Linked DNA regions of Danio rerio: region 1 is linked to region 2. A link is a contact called in public Hi-C data. All regions are on one chromosome and are shown on one strand. Each heading gives the region's core, a stretch centred on a gene start, on an enhancer-like site or on the middle of the called end of the contact. The rest is flanking DNA. Distances are from core to core; before and after follow the strand shown. Region 1 holds the start of nmt2 (N-myristoyltransferase 2). Region 2 holds the start of mindy3 (MINDY lysine 48 deubiquitinase 3).

Evidence for each region. A called contact is a pair of places that touch in the nucleus more often than the background predicts.
Region 1: a Hi-C map of hematopoietic stem cells shows a contact between it and region 2, with 2.0 times the contacts expected there. The contact joins the promoter of nmt2 here to the promoter of mindy3 in region 2. A contact is called at or near these places in 3 of 18 Hi-C or Micro-C datasets (fibroblasts, hematopoietic stem cells and an unstated tissue) and 2 of 4 datasets of contacts at active chromatin or transcription factors (caudal fin and embryo).

What each region holds. Positions count from the first base shown.
Region 1 is chr16:31,701,985-31,709,284 of GRCz12tu, forward strand. It overlaps nmt2 (N-myristoyltransferase 2), which reads left to right and starts at 3,555. Exons shown (of 12, transcript NM_001199754.1): 1 at 3,555-3,731; 2 at 4,493-4,610; 3 at 4,710-4,854; 4 at 5,777-5,895; 5 at 6,019-6,110; 6 at 7,002-7,118; 7 at 7,257-7,300. The coding sequence starts at 3,619. fam171a1 (family with sequence similarity 171 member A1) reads left to right here. Exons shown (of 9, transcript XM_073926083.1): 9 at 1-1,802.
Region 2 is chr16:31,391,322-31,398,258 of GRCz12tu, forward strand. It overlaps mindy3 (MINDY lysine 48 deubiquitinase 3), which reads left to right and starts at 3,601. Exons shown (of 15, transcript NM_001077756.1): 1 at 3,601-4,254; 2 at 4,915-4,994; 3 at 6,012-6,072. The coding sequence starts at 4,161. It overlaps si:dkey-12j5.1, which reads right to left and starts at 1,776. Exons shown (of 9, transcript XM_073926114.1): 1 at 1,633-1,776. The coding sequence starts at 1,699.

The DNA of each region.
Region 1 (7,300 bases), core at 2,305-4,804, 310 kb after region 2:
TGACTTACACAAACAACAGTGTACCTTTATCAATTAATGCATCCTTCTAAATATTGTACCCTGCAGAACTTCATCTGGGTTTACAACCTTGTGATTTGAAGGATGACAGAAGCTTTATTTTGGGATGAACCATCTCTTAAAGTGCTTCCCCTGTGGTCCCTAGCTGGACTGCTGAATGGAGTTGCCTTATGAGCGCAGGTCTGTGCGTGGCTGTTTGCCTGTGGCAATGAAAGCCAAGAAAGCCATAGCACAAATAGATATTGGAACAGGTCTGCCTCCAGACTGAACAAGGAAGAACAAACTGATGTTTCCAAGCAAAATGGACGTCATTAAAACCCAACAGTCTAATGCACAACGGCTATGGCTTTCCAGACATACACTTTGAGCAAAAAATATTGCAAGCCATTGTATTGAAGGTGAAATGTTGTTTATGCTTTATATGAGATGCTGCTGTTTTTGAGCAATATGACATCTAGTGGCCACATGTGTACACTGCAACTACACCACTAAGTGTTTCCCAGCACTTATTTTTATGGGAGGACCGGTGGAATGTCTTCCACACCTTAATAGATTTAAAGACACATAAAACCACTATAATGGGATCTACAATCTAAATCACACCTGTTTTAAGTTTTATTTGTTTCACGCATTAATGAGTAGAATACAGCTGAAGCTTCGTAAAGCCAAATAAGTTTACATAATGCATCATTTGTTCGCCTTTTGGCTGCGTTGAGCACAGATTTTCTTGTGCATTTCTTTCGTGAGTAGGATTTTTGCCAACACTATGCATTACTTTAAACTGAAGGATCATTGTAGCTTTAGTTTTGCCTTTTTTATTTGAACCACTGTGTTTTAATTTCATTGTATGTTGTTATTTTATTGCTTTTGCCTTATTGTGTGAAGTGGACGGCATGTTCAGACGAGAGTTGGATACAAACACACATGCATAAAAAGCCACCAGCTTTCCTTTTCCCAAACTCTCACTTTTGTCTTAAGTGCCTTTCTGGTGATCATTTATACACGCAAGTAGATTTCCTTTTCCACTGCATCATTATCAGTTAATGTGATGTTGTTCTCAGTATGTTGACATGGCATTACACTTCGTTGATCTCATTTTATGCGTGTTAGTGGTTTAATGTTGTTTCTGGAAATACAATGAGTTCCAACGGTCAAATCTGGGATCCAATTAAAAAATTGCCATGTACAATTTAATATGAATCACTTAAGATGTTGAGAGGATTGAAACAATGCGTAGTTAATGTAAAATGAGAAATATTTATGATTCAATTTAGATCAGATATTAGAAATTCAAGCTTGTTTATGCCGTTGCCGAGTGCTGCTGTCATGCTAAATGCCGTTTTTTTTTTCCAGTAAGCTATTCAAATATTCTGTTGACAGCAATACAAATATATATTTTACATGATTATTATTTTTTATTATTATTTTTTAAATATTTTTATATACAATTTTCACTAATAATCTCAGAGTTTTTTACCCTGCTCAACGTTCAGTGCGTTTGTGATTATGATTTTATATTTTGCTTGTATGTATGTACATATTCATTCACCCAGTTGTTTATGCCTGTGTGTTTCTCTGTGTGTCTGCTGCAGACGCAATATGCAGTGTGTGTTTGTACTGATGAAGGAATGAAAGCGATGTATCATGTTTTGAAAGCTGTTGAAGGTCTGGCTTGTTGCCTGGGTAACCACTTGGCTCTTCAGCAAATTACTTTGAATGTTTGTACTTCTGGTTGCTTGTATTATAATTCAGGCATATTATTCCAATAAAGCCGAAAAACCTCATCAACAGTGGCTGAACATCATTTTCACGATTTCTAATTACAACCAAGTCAAGAGTTTGAAATACATGCGCCATGTAATATTGAAGCGGTATTAATAAAAATGACTTGACTCAACACTTTAAATAAAAAGTATTGAAGAATGACTGGACGTGTTTCAAGTAAGGGTGTTTACACAACCTTGCTCATCAAATACTAATTAATAAATGTTATAGCTTTGAGGTCATGAATCAAGGGCTTTTGAACAGTTTGGTGAGATTTTACAATAATGTCAGAAGAGGTTCAAACTTAACAGTTTGATAAATAAAGGGACCAAGCCGAAAGTAAAATGAATGAATGAACTTAACCAATAGATCAAAGATGCCCAAACTAAGGCCAACGGGCCAAAGTTAGTTTGGCCTGCCATTGCATCTGAGAAGAGAGGGAGGAGAATGGGGCCTGTCTTTTCAAATATATATTTTGTTTGTTTTATTGTTAAAAGCTAATTGGAATGAAATGTTTTAATTAATTATTGTAAATTAATCAGATTAAGGTTAAATGTGTATACCTGATGGATAGAGGACAATGCAGAAACTTTGGTGAGCGAATGAAGGCAAGGGCAGATTCTGCTTTCTCTTAAAAAGTGGGCCTTTTGCTGTTGTTTACATCATTTTCCATTCACTTAAGAAGTATTAGTAGGTTGCATTTTAGTGATATTTTAAGCTTTTTTTTATGCTGGATTAGCTGGTTGCATGGTCATCATAAACTTTTTGATGCACCAAAAATATTTTCTTAAGTTTTAGAATGAAGAAATATGAGTACAATACTTATTTTTAATACAAATTTGTTATATCATTAGAAAAAATAGTAATATGTTAGGTTTAAATAAATATCATTCATTTAAATAACAAACTGGCCAGCACATTCAATCTTCTTCAGTCACATTGAAGCGACATGCAGCAGAGGATTATGCTTGGTGTTAAAGTCTTCTTCGATGGGTTATTTTCACAATTTATTATGGCATAGCAGTCAAAATGGGACAAATAAGCTCATGTATGGCACAAATTCTGGACCTTGTCAGTGAGGGGTGGGTCTTTCGAACAACCTGAACACGCCTGTCTACGGGCCTGTTCAGATTAATAATTGGCAGACAGTTTTATTCAAAGTGGCTTTCCAAAATTAGGAAGTAATCAAAGCAACAAAAAAAGGTAAATAATTTTATGATTCCCAATCTGATGAAAATTACATACACATACTGGCATACATGTGTTTTAAAAAGAAGAAAAATTGGAATGGAAAAAATAAAATTGTTAGTTTAAGATCAATACATATATAATTTTTTTTTTACAAACACACACACACAAGTGTTGAAACCAAAATCCTTATTATTTATTTGTCTATTTTTAAGAATGTTTGTTATAAAAGGGTCACACAAATTCAAATTATTATTATTACATATATATATATATATATATATATATATATATATATATATATATATATATATATATATATATATATATATATATATATATATATATGTGCTAATATTGCAACAATTTAGTGATTGAAAATGATACATCAGAGCTATACGTTAGTTGCCAAATAAACATAATTGTCAAGACCTCAAAACTTTCTTTAGTTCAAACATTACTAATAAACCATTTAAACATGTTCATACTGTTCAAACCGATTCATTTAAACGCGTATCTTCGCGTTAACCTTTCCTCCTCTCTATTTGCACTCTGACGAGCTGTTAGTGGCAATAATCGGTAGACGGTGCTGTTTTCCGTCGTTTTTATTGAGTGGTTTCGTCGTGAGGATTTGCAGCAGATTCATCCATGATGGCGGAGGACAGCGAGTCCGCGGCCAGCCAGCAGAGCCTGGAGCTGGACGACCAGGACACCTGCGGCATCGATGGAGACAACGAGGAGGAAAATGAGCACATGCAGGGGTGAGCACGAGCCGAAAGACCCGCCGTCCGCCAGTGCGAGGATCACCCGCCGCCGTTTTGCTGCCACAGAGATGTAAACAAACGGTTAGCTTAGCAACCAGGTATCCATGAGGAGAGCTAGTGTATTTTAAACCAGCATACTAATATTATAGCTCGTTAATTATGTAGTGGGAAAACAGCGCTGCAATTAATGCATTAGGGAGACATTCCTGAGATATGCCGATATTTACTTAATGCAGCGTTTAATTTAAACTTGTTAGCTGTAGCTAGCTTGATTTTAATGTTAAAGCATTTATTAAAGCAATCGAATAAGTCATCCAGTCCTTTCTCTGCTCTATTTCGGTAAGTTACATGTGTTAGTCCGCGTTCTTCTGAAGTCGCCAGTGTTGTTGAGAGCAACACAATAGCAGAGGAAAGCATCCGTCAGCTTTCATTAGTGTGTCTTCATTGATTCTGAACAATACAAACACGCTTGATCCTCTTTATGAGCTGAGCGGCAGCATTGCAGAGTCGAGCATCTTTGTCAGCTCGAGGATGATGTGAACAGCTCTCTCTCTGTTGTTGTCAGGCAGACTAACATCCCCCAGGAAACACCATAAAGTTTGACCTGCTTCCATGAATGGACTGTCACTTGGTTTTATGGAAGTCACCCTCCGTGTGTTTGTCATAGCACATCGTTGACGCGTTCGCCTGTCATGCACGTCTCTGAACTGCTTAAACTGTTTTATGTATTGTCAGTAAGGTATATCTGCTTTGTTAAGGAGTCCTGGTGGTGATCTTGGTGCAAAGAAGAAAAAGAAGAAGCAAAAGAGAAAGAAGGAGAAGCCAAGCTCAGGAGGAACCAAGTCTGACTCTGCCTCTGATTCTCAGGAGATAAAGGTTCATTGATCTGGTTTAATGCATAGTATGATGCTGTCAGAAAATAGTTTTCATTTTTTATTTTTAGCAAAGCTGATTTGATCTCTGTTCCTGTCCTAGAACCCTGCCATTCCCATGCAGAAACTGCAGGACATTCAGAGAGCTATGGAGCTCCTGTCCACCTGTCAAGGTCCAGCCAAAAACATAGACGAGGCCACAAAGCACAAGTACCAGTTCTGGGACACTCAACCTGTGCCCAAACTCAGTAAGTCATACATCTCTGCATGCTTTTATTAGTAAATGTATGCAATGTATGTTTCATTATTGCTCAAACAGTGTTGCATTTACCAAGATAATCAACTTATTGTGCATTTAGGAAACATAATCTTACCATAAACATTAGAATGAGTCTAATCACAAGCATAATACTGATTTCTTTATTCATTCTTTCTGCCATGGTTACTGCATGTTGCTCGTAAAAGCTTTTTTTTAGATTTGGACATTATGACCAGCTCAGAATTGACCCTTTGCTAAGCCCCGCCCTCCTTAGTTACTGTTCTTACGCCTGTCAAGCTTTCGTGCCTGGCACGTCTATTACAATGTTATGTATGCACCGGTGTCAGACATTCCCAGGGATATAATTAGTCATTTTTGGCGATCAGGTGAGAAATCTGAGAAAGCCACACAATAAAGAACTGTAGTATGCACTATAGGGGTATATTCACATCATAATAGGCAACCGATTAGAAAATACTTTTAATTAAAATTAAAGCCTAGCCATTTCTCCACTCAAATGAATTTCGGCTTGGACCCGGAAACAGTACTACATACGTCACAAACACGTCACCACTTAACAAGCGGATACTACGGACAATTTAGCTCACCCAATTCTTCTATAGCGCATGTCTTTGGACTTGTGAGGGAAACCGGAGCGCCCGGAGGAAAACCCACACGAACATGCAAACTCCACACAGAAATGCAAACTGCTCGAACCAGTGACCTTCTTGCTGTGAGGCGACAGCGCTACCCACTGCGTCGCCCTAATTTAGAGCTGTGTACAATGCAAATTAATTCTTACGAGAAATGTTCTTAGGAGATTGAGATTACAAAAACATTGTAAAATCCCTGCTGTACATACATAAAGGATCATCACTGAAAGTCTTACAGCTGCTTATGTTTCTTTGCAGATGAGGTGGTGACAACACATGGACCAATTGAGCCTGATAAAGAAAATATCAGACAAGAGCCATATTCCCTCCCACAGGGTTTTATGTGGGACACGCTGGACCTTAGCAATGCTGAAGTGGTACGTACATGCATGAAAGGACTGGCTTTCATTGTGTAAAATGTTTGTACTTTGTATTTGCTATTCATTGTGATTTGTTAAAATTGTAAAGAATTGTGATTGTTTTTCTCTTTTGTCTTGTAGCTAAAGGAATTGTACACTTTGCTGAATGAAAATTATGTTGAGGACGATGACAACATGTTTAGATTTGATTATTCTCCTAATTTTCTAAAATGGTAAGTAATGGTTTGGGCATCATTTTTTGTTTTTAAAGTGGAAATTTTGTCATCGTTACTCACCTTAATGTCATTCCAAACCCAGAACTTTGTTCATCTTTATAAAACAATCAGATATTTATATCAAAATTGAGAGATATTTTGTCCATTAATTGAAAATATGTTTACCCAAAATGTTAATGCTTCAAAATATCAATTAAAAAATCTGATTTTTAGCCAATCATTGAGTTTATATATTTATGTAAATGTGTGTAAATTTATATTTATTTAGTTTTTTTTAAATTAATTTCACTAATATTTTTGTAATATAATAATAATAAAATTAAAATTTACAATAAAGTTTGTAAAGCAATATTTTAGTTGATATAATATATGAGATACTTTATCTAATTTGATTTGCATTACAAACATTAAATAAAGAAAAAATTAAAAAGGTATTGTTTTTTTTATTTTGTATGTTAAGCTTTTAGTTATGATACCGCAGAAATAGCAAAAAATGTCTGCATATTCTGTCCGGCCCTAGTAATGCCTTTTTTTCACAGAGCGATGCAGTATAGTTCAGAACAGGTCACCCTAATCAGGCTTGTCTTTTCACTGTCAACAGTAGCCTTAGCTTGTAGGCCTGATGTACACCTGAAAGTTGTGACTGACACCATTCTCAGTCAAAGAAAAAGCTATATGAACACAAGTTTATTATTTCAAACATAGATACATGGCTAATGCACTCAAATAGAGAGAGGAAGCAGCACAAAAAAATGTTCTCAGATTCTGTCTAGTCATAAGTAATGTGAAAAATGTTTACATGAACAAACCCTTTAATGCAGTACGTTCTTTTCTCAGCAAGTTTAAAATCTGATGATATTGAAATCTTTTGGTCTCTGTCACTGTAAGGGCGTTGCGTCCACCAGGTTGGCTGCCCCATTGGCACTGTGGTGTCAGGGTCTCCTCTAATAAGAAGCTGGTGGGATTCATCAGTGCAATTCCTGCTGACATCCATATCTATGACACGTGAGTATGAGGCCACATTACATCTCTGCCTGCTCCAGATAAGACGTTTAAACTACTTTTATTTGTTGTTGTATTTTGTGAGAGTTGTTCATTGTTCCAGCCCCCCTACTATAGCGCTAATTCTCTTTGCATCCAAAGGTTGAAGAGGATGGTGGAGATTAACTTCTTGTGTGTGCATAAAA
Region 2 (6,937 bases), core at 2,351-4,850:
CGAATCAGATTAGAATGTCTGGATAAACTGATCTGGGATCGCTGTGTGTGTTGTGAAGGACAGATCTATCGATCCTCGAATCCTAGATTTTTTATTGCTTTAAAAAAAGTCACATATTGTGCATTTCTATTATACACAATTTGTACTAAAGCGATCTAAAAAGTTCATATGAATAAGTTTTCTCTTTGCACCACCAGGTGGCAATCTTTGTACTTTCATTTCGAGGGTGCAGATTGCATACGTTTTATTAATATGTATAACTTAATTTATTTTATTAATGACTATAACTTTATATATATATATATATAGTTAAAAAATATGTACCATTTTCCTAAGTGTATATAACTACTACTTTAAGAAAATATCAGAATTCGGAACATACTTTCTGTATTATCTTTGCTTGAACTGAGCCAATCTAATCCTGTTTATATGAATTGAACCTGCTCCCGATCAGGTTTGACCTAGCAGAACTGTTTCTATGACAACAACTCTCGGATCAGCTTTGAAGAACAAAACGATCCTGGATCGTGTCAAATCGTCAATATCCAAATCCAGCTAACTGAGTAATCCACGTACGAAGAACGGACCCCTGCAGGCTTTCCACTTTCATGTGTCAAGTGTATTCATCATGCATTTTAATGCAAATCAATGTATTTAGTTCCACATTTAGAAAATATTTTCTTTATTGTAGTAGCCGTTTTTTAATCGGTGTAAAGAATAACTGGTTGTTTACAAAAGCGTTTTCATATTGGTAAAGGCGTCTGCAACTTTTGTGAAGCATCAAATCACTGGCATAACTATCAAAACATGTTTATGACTGCTGAAATGTATTATTGCTTTAAAAAAGTCACATATTGTGCATTTCTATTATACACAATTTGTACTAAAGCAATCTAAAAAGTTCATATCATATAAATAAATAGTGCAAAGCTGCGGCCCTCTAAGAACTGGATTTGACACCTGTGACATAGGGCATCCTTTGAGATACAGCTTCATTATAGAAAGTCAAGGTGAGAACTTCACTAATTGTAACGTTAGTCAGCTTTAGGAAAAAGTGTAATGGAAACCTTCAGAAAAAAATGCATTATGACAAAATATTATGACAACTTGTTTAGCCATTTTGCATTTAAAGACTTAAGCCATGAGCAAATGATTAAATGTTCTGGGGGCTCAAACTATTAAACAGAGACCAAAATAATCGAGTTTGATCAACATGAAATAAGCAACTGATAATGTAGGAAACAGTAGAGAATTACACATAATCATTTGCATTGATGTACAAAAGCATTTGCAACTTGTTCAATGGAATGAGAAACTGCTGTTTTGATGTGCACAAGTGACACAACGATGTGACGATTAAACAGATAGTTTTGAGAAATCTGATCTGAGTAAAGTACCAAAGCGACTGAGACAAACTGTAAATCACAGTTATCTCCACATGGCTTAAAAACAATCACGTGGACAGTGTTATGTTTACATCGAACCGTTATTGCTAAAACACGCAGCGGTGACCCTAACAGTGTCCATTCTATATCAAGAAACGTGCTTAATGTTTGACCCATTTCACATAACATGCTCTAAAGCCTTTTTTCGTTACACATTTTAACACATGGCTTTTGAAAACAGACATACCTCCGTCTGCTTTGGTGTCTTTTCTTTTGGCTTTGATTTTCTTCTTAGCTTTTGCTTGTCCACCCATTGTTAGATGATAAAATATGTATTAATCTCACTTTGTTTAGGAAGAGACTCCGCTATGTGAAGGATCGTTCACTTGTCAACGTGAAAGTACGCATGGGCTGAAACTTGAATCAGATGGAACGACTTCCTGTTGGGTCACCACATGTTTAACAAAATAAAAGTCTCAAAGAGTTTGTTGTACAGATGTTTCGTTTGACTTGATATTGAGTTAGAATGCTGTTTTTGCGAAAGCTTTAATGAAACTATTTCACATTTATTTTTGTCTTGCCAATATACTCGACTATTTTGATCAATGTTGAAGCTTTTATTGCTCGTAATATCTTAAAAACCTTTTCCTTATCTTATAAACATGTGATGTTGGGTTTTTATGTTAAGGATCGCTCTTTAAAAGATGCTGGTTTTATTATAAATTTTATTTTATTATTATGTAAATTTCACATACATAAATCCAAGTTTTCCAAAAGCAAACCTCTCTTCATGGTGTTAGAAAAAGAGATTCAAATGTATATAAAAGAGATTTCTCAAAATAGAAAAGCAATTAAAACAATTAATATATGCTCCTCCTTTAACATTTTTACATAAACTGTTTGTATATATGCATTTCCTGTAAAAAAAAAAGTGCATTACTAACTCTTGTAAATAACTAAAATTATAAAATGTGCGAAACATATTTGTATGTAATTTGATAATCATGTACCCTCTCCTCTGTTTTTTTCTCTTCTCCTTTGTTTTTTCACTTATTTCATTCTTGTTAAGAAATGTAAAGTGATTGTATTGTATTGTATAAGAAAACTGTACATGCTTGTTCTTGTTAATAAAAAAAAATGTTTCGTTTGACTTGCTTTCACAAAACTCTGAAATTCTTGTTGCATATTATTATAAAAGATTGAAAGTAAATGGAGTAAAAATTGAAAAAAATGTAAAAAAAAATTTTTTTTAATTAAATTGCGCTTTAAATCGGTTAAAATATTTGCAGAGAAATTAAAAGTGACAACTTGCTGTTGTCAGCAAGTAAAAGTGTCATTTAAATTGCACAAACAGACAGATTGCAAAAAAAAAAAAAAAACTATTAAGAAGTGTATAGCACCAAATATGGGTGTAATAATAAAAAAGGACATGAGTCAAATGTTTTTAAATGAAGTAAACAAGTCAGTTATGTGCTTGGAGAAATGGGGTAAAGGTTTTTTAAAACCATAATTGTATTAAAATAATAAAAAAATATAAAAGAAGCGAACAAAAAAACTATATATGATGATTAGATAATTACTAAATGTAACTTTTGTGAATAAACTATTTATACAAGAAAAGTATAGTACTTGCATAAATAGTTTATAAAATTAATAAAAAATTTCTAAAGCAACAGCAAAAAAGTTTTTGATTATTTTATAAACTAGGAGCATTTTATAAACGGGGATCCCTGACACATAGATGAACATATTTGGGGTCAGTAAAAACAAATTGTTTTTAATCCAGTTTGCATCATCTACTTTCAAAAAGAAAAACAGATTTTTGCTCTGACCATTTAAACACTGTGCACCTTGCAGTTTACGAAGTAACACTGGCTCCAATAAATCACTATACCCTCTATGGGAGCGCCGTCTTCGCAGTTGGTATTTTAAGAATTTATGGCAGCCTAATCTCTTTCTTATATAACATTGCTTAGCCCAGTTCACTATATTCAAGCTCAGCCTCCGTACTGTAGGCGGGCTACATCGCCGCGTTGCCATCTGATTGATGGGCAGATTAGCCAATCGAATCTCTGCCTCGCCAGGCGTCACCAGAACCTTCTCGATTTGAACCAATCTCTCACAAAAGTCGAACTTGAGGTGGAGGCACGTAGTAAATAAACTGAATGGACCACAGAGCGGTCTGCTTTACCCATAACGAGCAATTTTCATTGATTTTTTCCTATTTTTTCTAGGTGTTGTGGAGTGCAACTGACAGCCGTTGGCTACTCTTAGAATTGGCTGTCGGAGGAACGAGCTAAACGTTTGTTTTGGACGTTAGAAAACGTAGCAAGCGGTTAAAACCGTCTGCTGAGCTGCTGAGTGAGTTTCTTCACTGAGGACATACCAGGCCTGTCCAGTTAACGTTAAACGGACAGAATAGAAACCTTGAATTAAGGTACCCAGTGTCGGATAACCCACAAGACAGCATTCATTTCAGGTACAAATTGTATGAGCTGTTGTGCTGTGCTGTCGTATTCAAAGGCTAGCGTTCATTTAGGGTTTTGGCGCGAGATTATTCATTGCTGACGGGACAGTTTACGCATCGGTAGCGCATCCGTGGCAAATGCCACCTGCTCACCAAAACCACATTTGTAAGATTCAGCGGAATACAGAAGCAGGCCAGGAGGAGTGCGCTAGCCACGTCGAGTACACTACAGCGGTTAGCTGTCACAAGGCTGTCCACTGGTCTTGATGCATGCTTTGAGTCAACATTAAAGACGACCGAGAGCAAAAATGTCAGATACGAATAAAGAAGTGGTGGATCTGGTGTGGGGCAGACCCAGCGGTGGAGGAGTTCCTGCATCCCTGTTCCGCAGGTGGTCTCAAGGTAAGAGCTGTTGAGACTTCCTTAAATGCTTAGTAATGCTAGGTTGTGTCAGTTTCAAAGTTACAGATATTGCATAACCACTTTACTCAATTTATAGATATGCATTTGAGTAAATGATAATGACATTTCATGCTTGATGACATTTCTTCATTACTTACATTACAAAATGTAGTCTGTAACATTTTTGTTGCAAAAAAAATCAAAAAGTGACATGTTTCCAGACGTTTAATGTCATGTTTAGACAAAACAATATCACTGTTTTAACATCAGGGTAAAAAAATCTATATATGTTGGAATAACCCTGATTTTCAATCATTTGTTATTCTTACCAGTTGTCATTTTAAATATGTTTATCATATATTTGAAATTTGTAATGTTTGTATGCTTTTTATAGAATAAAACAAATTTTATTATTTTATTTAAATCCATATCTAAAAATCAAATCAAGAGGAACAGGCAACTGTTTATTATGATAATTATTTTCCCGTAGTTGACTGTACATCCATTACTGGTAATGTAACGATTCTGCAGTGCTCAGCAAAGAGCTGTGCCAAGTCCATGTTGCTTCACTTTGACTGCTTGCCCTGTTATGAATTGTGATGCATTGCTAAACAAAGACATGTGACACGAGGTTTGTGATTGCTGCATTGCTTTCTACAGGCTTTGTGTTCAGTGAGACTGAGCGTTCTGCGCTGGAGCAGTTTGAAGGTGGACCATGTGCTGTCATTGCACCTGTGCAGGTATTAATCTGCTTTCTCTTTAGGCGTATTATTTCTCTTAATAAGTAATTATGACTATTAGTCAGCAACAAAGTATGTCTACATCCACACCTTTGTATAGTCCTTAAAATAAAAGCTGCATTGTAGTGATATGACATATAGACAGGTGACAAATTAAAGGAAAATCTTGGGGAACTGGAGCCATTCTGAACCTATTTTCTGTTGTTTAGATTAATGTAGGCATAGGACAATAACCAGTTTCAAGGTTTATCATGGTTTGGAGAAGTCAAGGTTTTAAAACCACTAAACTTTTCTGTTAAATTGTTCCCAAGGTATATGTAAGGGTTTTAAAATATAAATGTTTTGTGTTGTAAAGAAATGTGTGTTTTTGAAACTAATGGACAGAGCAAAAGTCAATGATTTATTTTCACTATTTAGCCAATGTCAGTTGTTTAGGTTACAAAACATTCTTCCAAATACACTTTAATAAGATATAAACACCTTCTGGGACTTTTAAACCAATTTTCTAAATGGCTTACAATTTGAGATTTTTCCATCAAATAATTGCAGGCCTCCCACGGGTCATGGTGGGATTCCTGGAATATCATGGAATATTAAAAGGTCTATTCCTCTCATTGAAAGTCACAGAATTATATTTGTTTATTTATTTTGTTTGTCCATGTCATAGAATATCTAGGATTTTTGGTTGTCACTTCAAATTTTAGTTTCCATTTTATCGAAATGTTTTTTTTTTTACCCTGCTGTTTTCATCTTCCTTTCATTTTTCTTCTGTTTGTTTTCCTAATGAGTGGAAAGTGCACAGCAACTATTTACATATTCATTTGAATGTGCTTCTCTTTTGTGAATGTTCAAATTTGTATATGCCTCAACTTATAAAATGTTATTATTTTATTTTTTTGCAAAACGCATATTTTCTATATAATGCTTAGTTTTGATGTAATGCACACTATGCAATTTTAACTTTTTTTTCATGTGCTTTGTTTATTTAGTTAACTTTGTTTACTTTGTGTCCCTCAGGCTTTCCTGTTGAAGAATATTCTGTTTAACACTGAAGGATTGAACTGGAAAGATATCTCAGGTTTGCTCTGCATTGTTTCAATCCACCTTACTGTTTTGGATACTCAATAATAGGGCTGCACAATATATAATTTTAGCATCAATATCATAATGTGCGCATTCGTAATAGTCACATTGCAGAATAGATTGTTTCAAGTGATCTGGTGAAATTGTATTCGTATCACAGAAAAACTTAATATTGTAATGTCAGATTTTTACATTATGGTGCAGATTTACTCAATAACACAGGGGACAGGTGTTTTTATGACTGAATATCTCTACCTACTCCCAGTCCTTTTTAAATCCATTCATGTTATGCATCTAAAAGTGTGTTCTTCATATTCTTCTGGAAAATTGCTGTATACCTAATGGTAAATAAGGTTGAGATTTACTACTGTGTAGTACCATTCTAAAAAAAATTATATATTTTTTTTATTTCACATTCATAATACTATAGAGCAGAGATGCCCAAAGTGGGGCCCACTGGCCAAAGTTGGCCCATTGTAACCTTTAATTTGGCCACCATCACATCTGAGGGAAGTTAGAAGGATGGAGAGGGTTGGGTAAATTTGGTAAATGAATCAGCTTTTTTTTTTAAAATGTAAATACTGTCATGCATAGAAGACTATGCAAAATACATCAGTTAGCATATCAAGCAAAAAAACTAGTGTAAATCTGTTATAAATTAGATTTTTTTGTTTTTACTTTAATAAATTAAGTATTAAATGTAAAAAAATACTATATTAGTTGCTGTAAAACAATCTTTCCTAGTCATTTTGAAATATATTATTTAATAAATTAGCAAATTAGGCAGCTATATTTACCTCCAACCTATTAGCCTCAATCAAGTTTGGTTTTTGGCCCTTCATAAGAAAAAGTTTGGGCAC